Regions from separate parts of the Sus scrofa genome. Here regions 1 and 2 are each linked to region 3. The links are chromatin contacts, called in public Hi-C maps. All regions are on one chromosome and are shown on one strand. The core of a region is the stretch at or near the end of the contact, and the rest is flanking DNA. Distances in the headings are between cores, read along the strand shown.

Region 1 (4,112 bases), core at 718-3,217, 550 kb after region 3:
AGTGGCCCTGACAATGCAGGCTTACACATCCTCCTCCTGTGCACAGACATATTACACCTTCACCTTGGACAGGCCCTGGGGTGGATGCCCCACCACAGGCGGCAGTCCTTGCACAATCCCAGCCCAGCGCAATCCAAACAAAGGCACCAACAAGGAAGGATCTGCCCCTTGGCTCTATAGAGAAAACTCAGGCTGCCCTCTTCCTCCATGAGGCAGGCCACGCACAAAGCCCCCTGTTCACGTGGCACCCGAACCCCCCCGCCCCCCCCCCCCCCGCCTCCACGATGGGAGGAGAGGCCTGAGGAGGCTGGGGCCGAGAGAAGCCCTGCTCTCCTCCAACCACTCAGAGAAGGAGTCCTGGAGGAGAGAGGGGTCCAGTCACCACAGAAGGTAGCTGCTGGAGACTCCGCAGCAGCCATCAGGCCCAGGGCCTGTGATGCTTTTAGGGGGTTCTCCAAAATGTTTTCATTTCTTTTAAAATCAGCAGGAAGGAGTTCCTGTCATGGCTCAGTGGTTAATGAATCCAACTAGGAACCATGAGGTTGCGGGTTTGATCCCTGCCCTTGCTCAGGAGGTTAAGGATCCGGCATTGCCGTGAGCTGTGGTGTAGGTCGTAGATGCCGCTCAGATCCCACGTTGCTGTGGCTGTGGTGTAGGCCGGCAGTAACAGCTCCGATTAGACCCCAGCCTGGAAATCTCCATATGCTGCAGGTGCTGCCCTAAAAAGACAAAAAAGAAAAAGAAAAAGCAGAAAAAGACCAAATACAATAATAACGAATCTAGGTGTTCCTGTTGTGGTTCAGCAGTAACGAACCCAACTAGTATCCATGAGGATGCGGGTTTGATTCCTGACCTCAGTGGGTTAAGGATCTGGCGTTGCTGTGGCTGTGGTGTAGGCGGTCAGCTACAGCTGATTCACCCCTAGCCTGGGAACTTCCATATGCCATGGGTACAGCCCTAAAATAATAATAATAATAACAATAATAACAAATCCAGCCTTGATTATACTCACCTTTATACTAGCAGTCTAAATACTATGTATTTTATTTTTTATTAAAGTATAGTTGATTTACAATGTTGTGTCTATTTCTGCTGTACAGCACAGTGACCTCTTCACACATGCATGTACATTCTTTTTCTCATATTACTGTCCATCATGTTCTATCACAAGTGCCTGGATATAGTTCCCTGTGCTATATATTGCTTACCCATTATAAATGTAATAGTTTGCATGTTAACAAAGGCATAAATTTATATATGTATGACCAGGTCACTTTGCTATACAGCAGAAATTGGCACAATACTGTCAATCAATGACACTTTAATAAAATAAACTTTTTAATTTTTAAAAATTTTTTTAAAAAGAAAGCATAAACTTAATCTTTTTTAAGGAGGAAGAATCCTACAAAAGCAAAGGAGCTCTGGGTGCTACACGTGTCAAGAATCGGGGTCTGAATTCATGTGTGGATTCACTGCCTCTCTCATTTTAAGGGTCTAAAATGTAAGCGCCTCAGGACGAGCTGCCCCCAGCAGGTCCCAGAACCTCACTGCCCCTCCTCAAAGTACAACAATACCCACCCTGGAGGTCACTGGGCAAAAGCAGGAGTGGTCAGGGCAGAGAGGAGGGCGGGACTCAACACAGGGGTTCAGCCAGCGGCTGTGGCTGGCCAGTGTCCCCCCTTTCTGCTGAATGGGCTGGCCAGCACGTCACGGTCAAAGACTCTGTCCATGTGGAGTGCACAACTCCTTCCAGCCAGGTTCAAACCAGCCAGCCCAGCTGTACTCAGCTGGTTGCAATTGCAGCCCCATTGGGCTGGGGTTTCACTTTCAACATTGATTTATGCGAAACACAAGGTTGCCTGAAATCCACTCAAATTCCTCTTCCATGAAGCAATGGTTCCGGAAGGGAGGGAAGGGCCCTGGCACCCTAACATGGGCTAGGGGAGCGTCCACAGAGCTGGAGCTCTCTGTACAAGGAAGTACCCCAGGGAGCAGAGCCACACCCCCAGGGCGCTGGCAGGAGGCCTCCTTGGAGAGATGATGGAGGCACGCAGTGGAATCCTGCACAGCATGGAAAATAAGTGAGCTAGAGTCACGTATGTCTGTGGGCTAGCATCCCTAAACATACTGAGAAGCAGAAACTGATTACACAAGAATACATAGTAGAACGACATTATTTATACAGGTTTCAAAGCAGGCAAAACAACTCTGTAAATATTTCAGAAAAACATGCATATGTACCAAAAAGTTAAAGAAATTTATGAGAATGAAAAATGCCAAATACCAGATACTAGTTACTTCTTGGGGAGAAGGGGAGGGGGTGGGGGAAGGGAGGTGGGTTTGGAAGGTGCTCATGGATGCCTTCAGCTGGATTTGTAATTTTATTTCTGAGACTGGCCTGTGCTTACAAGGGTGTTCACTATAGCACGATTCATTCTGGTATTTTCAGGAAAGTAAGGCCTGAAGGGGGTAGAGGATGAAACAAAAATTTCTAGCGTCACCTCCAGCAACACCCATGGGGAAAGAAAACACATCCATAGCCAAACCTGGTCCCTCACTTCGCCCCTATATCACCCAGGGAGGAAGACAGGAGGGGCCGGGGAGGCTTTCAGGACAGAGGTCTGGCTGCCTCCGAGGGGGGTACCCAGGACTCAATGAGGCTGATAGCAAGCAACCATGAGGTCCCCAGTATGCTCAAGGCTGGAGTGAGGAAATGCACCCCAGGACTCCTGTGTAAGGTCCCAGAGCCCCACTGTCATTCTATTAACCATTTCCCCCAGAGAGCCCAACCCTCCCACCCCTACACTTTCCCCTCTGTCCACACAGGCCTCACAGGAAAAGCATCCGTATAGCTGTTCAGGCCAAGAACCCAGGCCTGGGCCCCAGCTGCAGCCACAAACCCCAAGGCCACCCAGAGGGCCCAGGGTACAACCGTCTCCTGCTCCTGTTCCTCCAAGAACCAGGAGGTGGGGCCTGGGCCTGCCCTTTCCCTGCCTCCAGCAGCAGAACTGGTGCCTCACTTAGTCCTAGCCGAAGGCTCACTCTCCAACATGACAGCCTGGCCCCACCAGTGCCCAGCTGCTCCCTGTGATTTCACCAAAGGGTTGCATTTGAAAACTTTAAACAATCATGGAGTTCCCGTCCTGGCTCAGCAGTAACTAAGCCAACTAATATCCATGAGGACGCAGGTTAATCCCTGGCCTCGCTCAGTGGGTTAAGGATCCGGGTTGCTGTGAGCTGTGGTGTAGGTCACAGATGCAGCTGGGATCCCGTGTTGCTGTGGTTGTGCTGTAGGCCTGCAGCTGTAGCTCCAATTAGACCCCTAGCCTGGGAATTTCCATAGGCCCTGAGTGCAGCCCTGGGGGGAAAAAAGGCAAACTAGATATTCAGAGACATGGAAGGCCTTGGAAAAGTGCTCTTAGGAGCCTCCATGCCCACCGCTGCCCACCGCTCCCCACTGCTCCCCAGCCTGGGCCTACTGCGTTGCCTGGGGCCTGGGGCTCCTCCCCTTACACCACCTGCCCAGTCCCCGTGGGCAGTGGAGCTTGTGAATCCTCATTTAGGACCTGGGAACAGTTTTGCTGGTGGGGAAATACGGCTCCACGATGCGTGTGTTCAGTGGCCCTTCCCAGGCCTGCAGCAGCCAAGGTGGGAGGTGAGAGCCGCCAACCAGGAAAGAGAGCCTGGTATGGAGGCAACCCCAGGGCCACAGCAAGAGGGGACAGCTTGGCCACATAGCCTACAGCCAAGCAGCGAGGAGGAAAGGCTGTTGAGCCTGACAATTAGACAGTTATGTGGTTTGAGCCAGGAAGGCAGTGTCTGGTTGAACCTGGTGAGGGCTGGGAGCTGGTGTTCTTCTTAAATTCTAAAGTAAGCCTCCTTCCAGAGTACAGGGTTATCCCCTGGGTCCTCCTGTCCCCACCCCCAGACTCACAGCTCCCCACTCCTCCCGAGGCACAGGCCCACAAGAGAAGGAAAGGAGGCCTGAGCCTGCCCCAGAGCTTTCCAAGACAGGTGGCCGGGAGGTGCACCCACCACCAAGGGACAGCCACCAGCCTCGGGATGAATTCAACTGCAAGTTAAATATCACAGGGAGATCAGAAGGATGGGTT
Region 2 (4,063 bases), core at 860-3,359, 580 kb after region 3:
TAGGAACTGTGAGGTTGTGGGTTCGATCCCTGGCCTCGCTCAGTGGGTTAAGGATCCAGCATTGCCGTGAGCTGTGGTGTAGGTCGCAGATGCAGCTGAGATCTGGCATTACTGTGGCTGTGGCGTAGGCCAGCAGCTGTAGCTCCGATTGGACCCCTAGCCTGAGAACCTCCACATGTCGTGGGTGCGGCCCTAGAAAAGACAAAAAAAAAAAAAAAAAAAACTCAAAATAAAAAGGCGAGCAGTCCCTCAGTGGAAGAGTTTTTGACAGCCTTAACGTGTTTTTTCCACATATGTCCTTTAATGCCCTTGATGATTTTTAGTTGGGAACATTAGGTTGTGCTCTTATATATTAAACAAGAAAAGCTTGCTTATTTTGAATGCTTTGAATTTTGAATCTTTGAGTATATTATCTATTGACTAAAAAAGAAAAAGATGGCATTTTCAATATAAATCAAAAAATATTTTAATTGATTCTATGTGAACAGTTTATGAAAGAAAATGTAATACTAAAAAAAATTCCTAAGGGGAACTTCTGCCCCAACCCTCAGCCCAGAAAGCAGAGAAAGTGACTAAGTGTCTCCAGCAGCACCCACCCTCTGCTTTCTGCTCCCCTGTCCCTCTTCCAAGCACCTTTCTTTCCCAAAGCCCCCCACACACACTCCCTATCCTTCTTTCCCACCCCCACCACCTGCTCTCTGATGGGCTTTGCTAAACTCACACATGCTGAGGGGCTGAGGGGCTGGCAGGCTGCCCACCAGGAGAAAGCATGAAGGAGCAGGAGGAAAACTGGAGCTATTGAGATGGGACCTTATTTTTATGTTCTTTTTTTTTCCTTTCTTTATTTTTAGGGCTGCACCCACGGCATATGGAAATTCCCAGGCTAGGAGTTGAATCAGGGCTGCAGCTGACGGCCTACACCACAGCCACAGCAACGCAGGATCTGAGCCACATTTGCAACCTACACTACAGCTTGTGGCAATGCCAGATACTTGACCCACTGAGCAAGACCAGGGAATCAAACCCACATCCTCATGAATACTAATTGGGTTCTTAACCTGCTGAGCCACAATAGGAACCCCCCCTCCTTTATGTCTTTTTTTTTTTTTTTTGTCTTTTTGCCTTTTCTAGGGCCGATCCTGTGGCACATGGAGGTTCCCAGGCTAGGGAATCTAATTGGAGCTGTAATCGCCGGCCTACACCAGAGCCACAGCAACTCAGGATCCGAGCTGCATCTGCAACCTACACCACAGCTCACGGCAACGCTGGATCCTTAACCCACTGAGCAAGGCCAGGGATGGAACCCGCAACCTCATGGTTCCTAGTCGGATTCGTTAACCACTGAACCATGACAGGAACTCCCGGAACCCCTTATTTTATGTTCTGACATTGACACTGCAGGCCAAGCCCACTGTTAAGCTGCTGATACATAGCAAATCACGACCTGGAACTGGTGTGGGCTTTGAAGAAGAGTTAAAAGTTTGTCGCAGTGTTGTTTTTTGATGAGAATTTCGAAGGCCTGAGCCCTGGGGTAGAGCTTTGGATGAGTCCTTCTATACAAAACAGGTGATTAAAGATCCAGCTCCTAAGGACCGGCATCCTCGGAGCCATTTTCCCAAAGGGCAGGGGCAACCAGAGGACGGATGGGGACCTGGCTAAGGCTCTGCCTGTGGTCAGCAGAGGGCTAACAGGCAGATGACCAGGGCCATCCCTCCCCCCAATCCAGGCCTTCACTGGATGAAACAGTCTGTGGGGCAGGAAGAGTACCTTTTCTCTGCCCAAACCCCAGCCCACTGGGGAGCAAGTCCACTTTTCCCAACGTGTTTTGCTCCCACTGGGAGATGATTTGGGTCAGTGTCCCATTAGCCCAGGACAGAGTCCCTGCCCCTCCTCCTGACAACTGCTGGACAGTCAACCCTCACTGCCAACACCCTGCGTTGGCCCAAGCCGCTTCCTCTCCAGACCTCCTGCCCCCCTCTCTCCTCGGCCTGCCAGAGTCCAGGAAAGGCAGAAAGCTCTGGACAGGCCCCCAGTTGCCCTGTAGGCTGTAGATAAAATAAAGTCAGTGGCTATTCCCTAAGGTCCGCACTGCTCAGGCTCCACTACTAGGGGGAGCCCTCTAAGGCAGAGCCACAGCGCCACCTGGTGGTAAAGGGCCAACTGTGCAGCTAGGCCTGAGACAGCACAAAGACAAATACCTCCTGGGTGCCCCTTTCTTAACTATTTCAGTAGTTGCTGGGGGTCCTCCCTAGATCCCAGGAGAGCCCCATCCTGAGGGCTGAGGGACGACTGTAAAGTTGAAGTCCCCAGTCACATCTCTGACACACACACCCCCATACACATAGCAAAACCCCTTAGAAAGGGCCTGGGCTTCTGTGTCACGAGGACTAGGTCCCTCCTACCTTCTCTGGTTGATATACGTCTGAGTTCAGGCAATTACATAACCTCGTGAGCCTCAGTGTCCTGCCTCTAAAATCACTTCTTTTTTTTAAGAACAAAATAATGCCATTTGCAGCAACATGGATGAAACCAGAGACTCTCTTACTGAATGAAGTCAGAAAGAGAAAGACAAATACCATATGATATCACTTATATCTGGAATCTAATATATGACACAATTGAACCTTTCCACAGAAAAGAAAATCATGGACTTGGAGAATAGACTTGTGGCTGCCAAGGGGGAGGGAGAGGGAGTGGGGTGGATTGGGAGCCTGGGGTTAATAGATGCAAACTACTGCCTTTGGAGTGGATTAGCAATGAGATCCTGCTGTATAGCACTGGGAACTACATCTAGTCACTTATGATGGAGCACGATAATGTGAGAAAAAAGAATGTATACATGTATGTGTAACTGGGTCACCATGCTGTATAGTAGAAAAAAAAATTGTATTGGGGAAATAACAATTTTTAAAAAAAGAAGAAGAAGAAAATACAATTGCTTCTTTTTTTTCTTTCTTTTTTTTTTTTTTTTTTTTTGGCCTTGCCCTCAGCATATGGAAGTTCCCTGGGGCCAGGGATCGAATCTGCTTCACAGCAGTGACAACACCAGAGCCTTCACCCACTGGGCCACCAGGGAACTCCTAAAAGAGAAGCAATAAGAAGGCTTCCATAGATTAGGAATCAATTGGGTAAAAAAGTCCCTACAGCAGTAGCTAGTTCATTGCAAGTGTTCAAGAAATAATGGTTTCCTTACCCTTCTGTCTGGATTTGGTGCCTGAGAAACCCAGACTTACTCAAAGGCAGGGCCAAGGGGACAGTCAACACCCAAAGTCTAGGATGGGAACTGTTTCCATCTCAGCTCCTCCAAGAAGCCACTTTAAGCTATTTGCCTCTCTCTGAACACCTTGTGTTGAGGGTGACCAACCCACCTGGCTTACACTGAATGAGGGAATTTTCAAGAAGAGAAGGATCTTTGGTGCTGTCCCAGGCCATCCGGGATGTCCTTTCCTCACAGCCCAGTTCTAGGGCGGCACATAACCATGGGCTGTAGCCCAGGAGTGTGCACGGTAATATTTCCCAGTCACTGCCCCCACACGCTGTGTCTTCTCATCAGCTTCTGGTGGGAACAATACGCTTCAACCAGATGGGCGTCACCTGGGGCACAGCACACACTCAGGGACAACCCCTTGGAAAGACTCCAAAGAACTTTCTAAAAACCAGGCTCCAGACCTGGAATCTGCAAAGCAAACCCACAGCGATGGGACCCATGTTATCTACTCAGCTTTAACATTTGCACCCAGGTGCTGCTCCTCTATTATCTTCCAGTCATACTCTTCTTTTTTTTTTTTTTTTTGTCTTTTTGTCCTTTTCAGGGCCTCACCCACAGCATATGGAAGTTCCCAGGCTAAGAGTCCAATTGGAGCTATGGGTGCGGGCCTACACCACAGCCGCCGCAACGCCAGATCCTTAACCCACTGAGCAAGGCCAGGGATCAAACCCAAGACCTCATGTTTCCTAGTTGGGCTCGTTTCCGCTGCACCCATTCATTCTTAAATATCTGTTGAGTTCCTATCAGCTTGGCACAGGAGGAATATCCTAGTTGTGGGAGAAAAACAATTCCCAC
Region 3 (4,061 bases), core at 581-3,080:
TGCTTTTATTCTCTGTTTAATCCTTAAAGGGTATATTTCTTGGCAGCATCCACTGGATTTGCTTTGCGAAACTTTGAGTGTCTTACACTTGCCATTATTTGTTATGGTTCTTTTAGCTGTAGTTTATTTAATTATGCCACTTTTGGTCAAAATGTTTATATACCTGTCCCCTACAATATTAACTCCCTGAGGGTGGAGCCTTTTCCTTCTAGTCTGTGTATATATGGTGGGCACTGTAAGAATGCTAGTGATAATGATGCCTTGTTGACTGGTTCCTCAACCACTGAATAACTAAACTCAGCTGATGACACCGCCTAGGTCAGTGGAGTCTACGTTCACAGCCACAGATGGTTCTGCACACAGTCTTGCAAATATGTGCTCTTGATCAGAAGGGAACTAGACATAAAAAGAACATCTGCCTTTCCCATCTAGTGGGGGAGAAAAAGGTCTATCTTGGAGTAAACAGACTTGGTTTCTAAGCATTTTGCTGCCCCTGGAGATGACCTTAATAGACTCCCTTATCCGCTCTGCTCTTCAATTTCTCCATCTATAGAACAGGAATAATAAGATCTGTTCTGTACTAAGAGGGCTATAGGGAGGATAAAACAAAGTTTTAACAGTTCATTTTCCTGAAAAATATTGGAAGTCCTGTGCCATTAGAGATACATAGTTTGCTTTTTCTGTTACCACTTCTAGTATTTTACCCATCCCATTGTCTTACAGTTACACTGTGCTTTTGGAGTACTGGGTCAGTATCTTATCCTTTCTTTTTTACACCTGGTGCCTAGCATAGTGTCTGGCATGTAATGGGCAAACAGAATACTTGCTTAATGAAGAAGCAAATTTTGTTACTAGAGGAGGAGAGATAAGAACTCTGGTTTCTGTTTTGTTGCCATATAGCCACAATAACCAGCTGAGACAAGTTAACCTCTCTGGCTTTGGCTTTCTCCTCTAAGAGACTTGGACTATCCTTGAGGTCTTATATTTCTATAAAATACTAAGCGAAGGCTTTCTGTAATTGTTACTAGAATTGTGAGTTTGGTAAACTGCTATTTTCCCAGTGCCTAGAACAGTGCCTGCTTGGTAGTAGAGACAAGAAGTTCCCTTTTCACATATAAAGAAAGGAGCAGGGGTTCTGCACCCCTACTTAAAAGTGCGTACGGTACACTCATAGTGATTGAACTCTAGAGTGCATTAGTCTTGTTCCAGATGTGTCTTTGGGATTATGAAGAATGAGAAAACATACATTTCACTTGTTTGTTTTCAATAATGTTATTACATTGTCTTTTCCTAAAGCTCCTCTCCTTTTTTTTTTTTTTTTTTTCCCCTGACTGGCTTGGTATGACAGAATGAATAATGGATCCTTTGTAGGGTCAGAAGCTGCATAGCTCTGTGATCTGAGGAGTGTGCTGGGCTTCCCTAGATAGCCTTCCTCTGCAGTGGGAGTGGGCGCACCTTGCGCACCTTGCTAGTTCCTCTTTCCTTTCAGATGGGAGCTAAACCAATGTGATCTTTCACTCTAGATCTTTCCCATCAGCCCCAGTCTAGTCCAGCCCCTGCTTATAGACAGATTTTGTTCTAGTCCCAGGTAAGCGACAGGTAACAGTATATAGATAGTCTGAAAAGCTTTATTGTAGACTTTGTTAAAGCTTTGTGCAGGTGCTCAATGTACAGAGTGTTCTTTTGCTCTTGCTTGCTCTTCATTTTAAATCAGTCAGTCAACCGGTAAGAATTTGTAAGCATTTGCCTTGAACTCATTATTGACACAGTAGAGGAGTACATGAAAAATATAAAACTTGGACCTTGCTCAAGGAGCTTACCTTTTAGCTGAGGAAGCAAGAATCATTATTTGTGAAGCAGGTAGAAATAGAAGACAATATATACTATTCAGCTGCACAATATGGTATGAGTAATGGATGCAGAAGAAATTCATCAGTGGGAGAGTTGAGTGGAGTGCTTGAAGGGAACGGTATTTCTTATAAAGCTTTGGGGATGAGTAGATTTGGGGTACATGGAAACAGGTAGGTTAAAAAAGAGGAACAAAAGAATAATAATCTAGTTTTCATTGACAGACTAGTACAATCTCTATTCTGTCTTGTTAGCCAGAGCTCATATTCAAATTAATAGTTTAGGATGGTTTAGTACAATTTAAGAGGAAAATGTTTATAAAAGCATCACTGGGTCCAAATAAAATTATTTCTAATGACTGTGTTAGGAGATGTTAAATTGTATTTGTTTTGTTTTCCTGGGTATAAATAACAGAGAATTGTTTTAATTATTTCTCTTAACATCTTAGTGCTGTGGTTCTGGAAGGATCCTCCAAGGGACATCTAGTCTAGTCCAGCCCCTGCTTATAGACAGATTTTGAAGCAATTTCCAGACAGACTGGCTTCTCTCCTGTTTTTCATGTTTTCTAGGAAAAGAGATTCCACAAGTTTTTGTGGTTACCCACTCCATTGTTTAGGAAAGAATTGGATTCTTGAAGCTAAAATTGAGAGCTGTAGGGCAACGAGGTTTTTATGTTAGAGAATGTAATTATTAGAATTCAGAATAGCTTATTTGCTTTGAACTACATAGTAGTTTGTAGCAGTTGCCTATTTGGCCAGACTGAAGATCAGAATTTTCTTTTGACTGTGGCCAGGATAATCTTAACATCCTCAGCCCCGAAGTATTCTCGTTTCCTCCATTTAACAAGAATTTATATTGCATTTTCACTCTTTGCCAGGCCTTCTGCTGGGCACTGAGATCCAAGGATGAAATAGACATACTCCTGGCCCCAGGGAAACCAATGGTCTGATGAAGAATATATCAGTTATCTACTGCACTGAAGTTTCTGTTCCACACATGTAAAAGGGAGACGTTGTGGAAGGGGGAAGCATATCCTTAGTGTCTGTTTGCGTGCTTGGTACGTGCCAAACCCTTCATGGGTGTCAAATTTAGGCTTCATCACAGCCCTGCAGCATGAGTAGAGCCATCCTAATTTTATAGAGGAGTAAATCAAGGTTGGTGAGATCACGTGGTCCGCCCGATGTCGTACAGCCAGAAAGAGGCAGAACTAGAACCCAAATCCAGCTGCATCTGTAGAGCACATGCGGATTTGCTCACCCAATACACACAGCTCCTGATGAGCGGTGAGTCACTGTTTTGAGTCTGGCTTTAGATTTTACATTGTGAGACTGTGGGAAATGAGGCACTTGACCCAATGTCTCATTGTGGACTGGGACTCAAACAACTCCCATGTGGCAGGTTGATTTTAAGACCCTTTAATTATCCCAGTAGGAGATTATTGTGGCAAGTAAGACATTTATCTCTGTAAAACTTGTATTTCATGGTAGTTTGATGCTCGAGGGAGAGGATATTGGGGTTTTGTGATCATCTTTGTCTATGGTATGCTGTCTTTCAGCCTGAACCTAAAGTTTTTCCAAACCACTGCTTATATTTTTCATTCATATATTTAATAAACATTATAGTAATAACCACTATTATATTATATTTCATTTATTACAGTTTAGTGTATTTTATAGTTTTTATATTTGAGTGCACCTAAGAAGCCATCTAGTTCCATTCTCATTCAGCAGATGTGAAAATTGAGGTGCTCAAGGTCACATAGCTAGTGCTGGAAATAAAGTTAATGGGTACTTTTAACTCACAGCAAGCCTAGCTAGAACATTTAACAAATTTAGCTGATTTTAACAACAATAACCCTAGTTTTGATTCAAATAATTTGAAATTAAGCTAAGAGCCCCAGTGTTTTGATATGGTCTAGAGGTACCATTCATACATTTTCCACAGTTGTTTCTAGAACATTCAATCTGGTTCTTTAGGCAAAGTTGGTAAGTGCGTGTTTTTTGAGACTGAGAAATGAGTACAGGTCTTATGTAACCCTTGTGGAGAAGTTCTTAAAATCAGAATGAAGTCTATTCTGACACTTTGGCCTACTGGAGAGTTTCATGTTTCAAGTTTTTTGTTCATTCTTAGGTTCATGGATCACAGGTAGGAAAAACCACAAATAAAAATTTTCACCAAAAAGAAGCTCTTAAAAAGAAATATGTTGATGAACT

What was found. Hi-C and Micro-C count contacts between places; a contact is called where the count stands out from the background.
Region 1: a Hi-C map of omental adipose tissue shows a contact between it and region 3, with 1.8 times the contacts expected there. A contact is called at or near these places in 5 of 47 Hi-C or Micro-C datasets (embryonic fibroblasts, liver, omental adipose tissue and 1 more) and 2 of 2 datasets of targeted methods (alveolar macrophages and skeletal muscle).
Region 2: a contact with region 3 is called in a Hi-C map of omental adipose tissue, with 2.9 times the contacts expected there. A contact is called at or near these places in 22 of 47 Hi-C or Micro-C datasets (adipocytes, adipose tissue, alveolar macrophages and 13 more) and 2 of 2 datasets of targeted methods (alveolar macrophages and skeletal muscle).

What each region holds. Positions count from the first base shown.
Region 1 is chr3:97,528,559-97,532,670 of Sscrofa11.1, forward strand. The region is part of intron 2 of LOC106509843 (a long non-coding RNA gene); the gene reads right to left. Among named protein-coding and RNA genes, the nearest start is that of TRNAI-UAU, 37 kb to the right of the region's middle.
Region 2 is chr3:97,552,407-97,556,469 of Sscrofa11.1, forward strand. All of the region lies in intron 2 of LOC106509843 (a long non-coding RNA gene), which reads right to left. Among named protein-coding and RNA genes, the nearest start is that of TRNAI-UAU, 13 kb to the right of the region's middle.
Region 3 is chr3:96,974,156-96,978,216 of Sscrofa11.1, forward strand. All of the region lies in intron 28 of THADA (thyroid adenoma-associated protein), which reads left to right. Among named protein-coding and RNA genes, the nearest start is that of THADA, 100 kb to the left of the region's middle.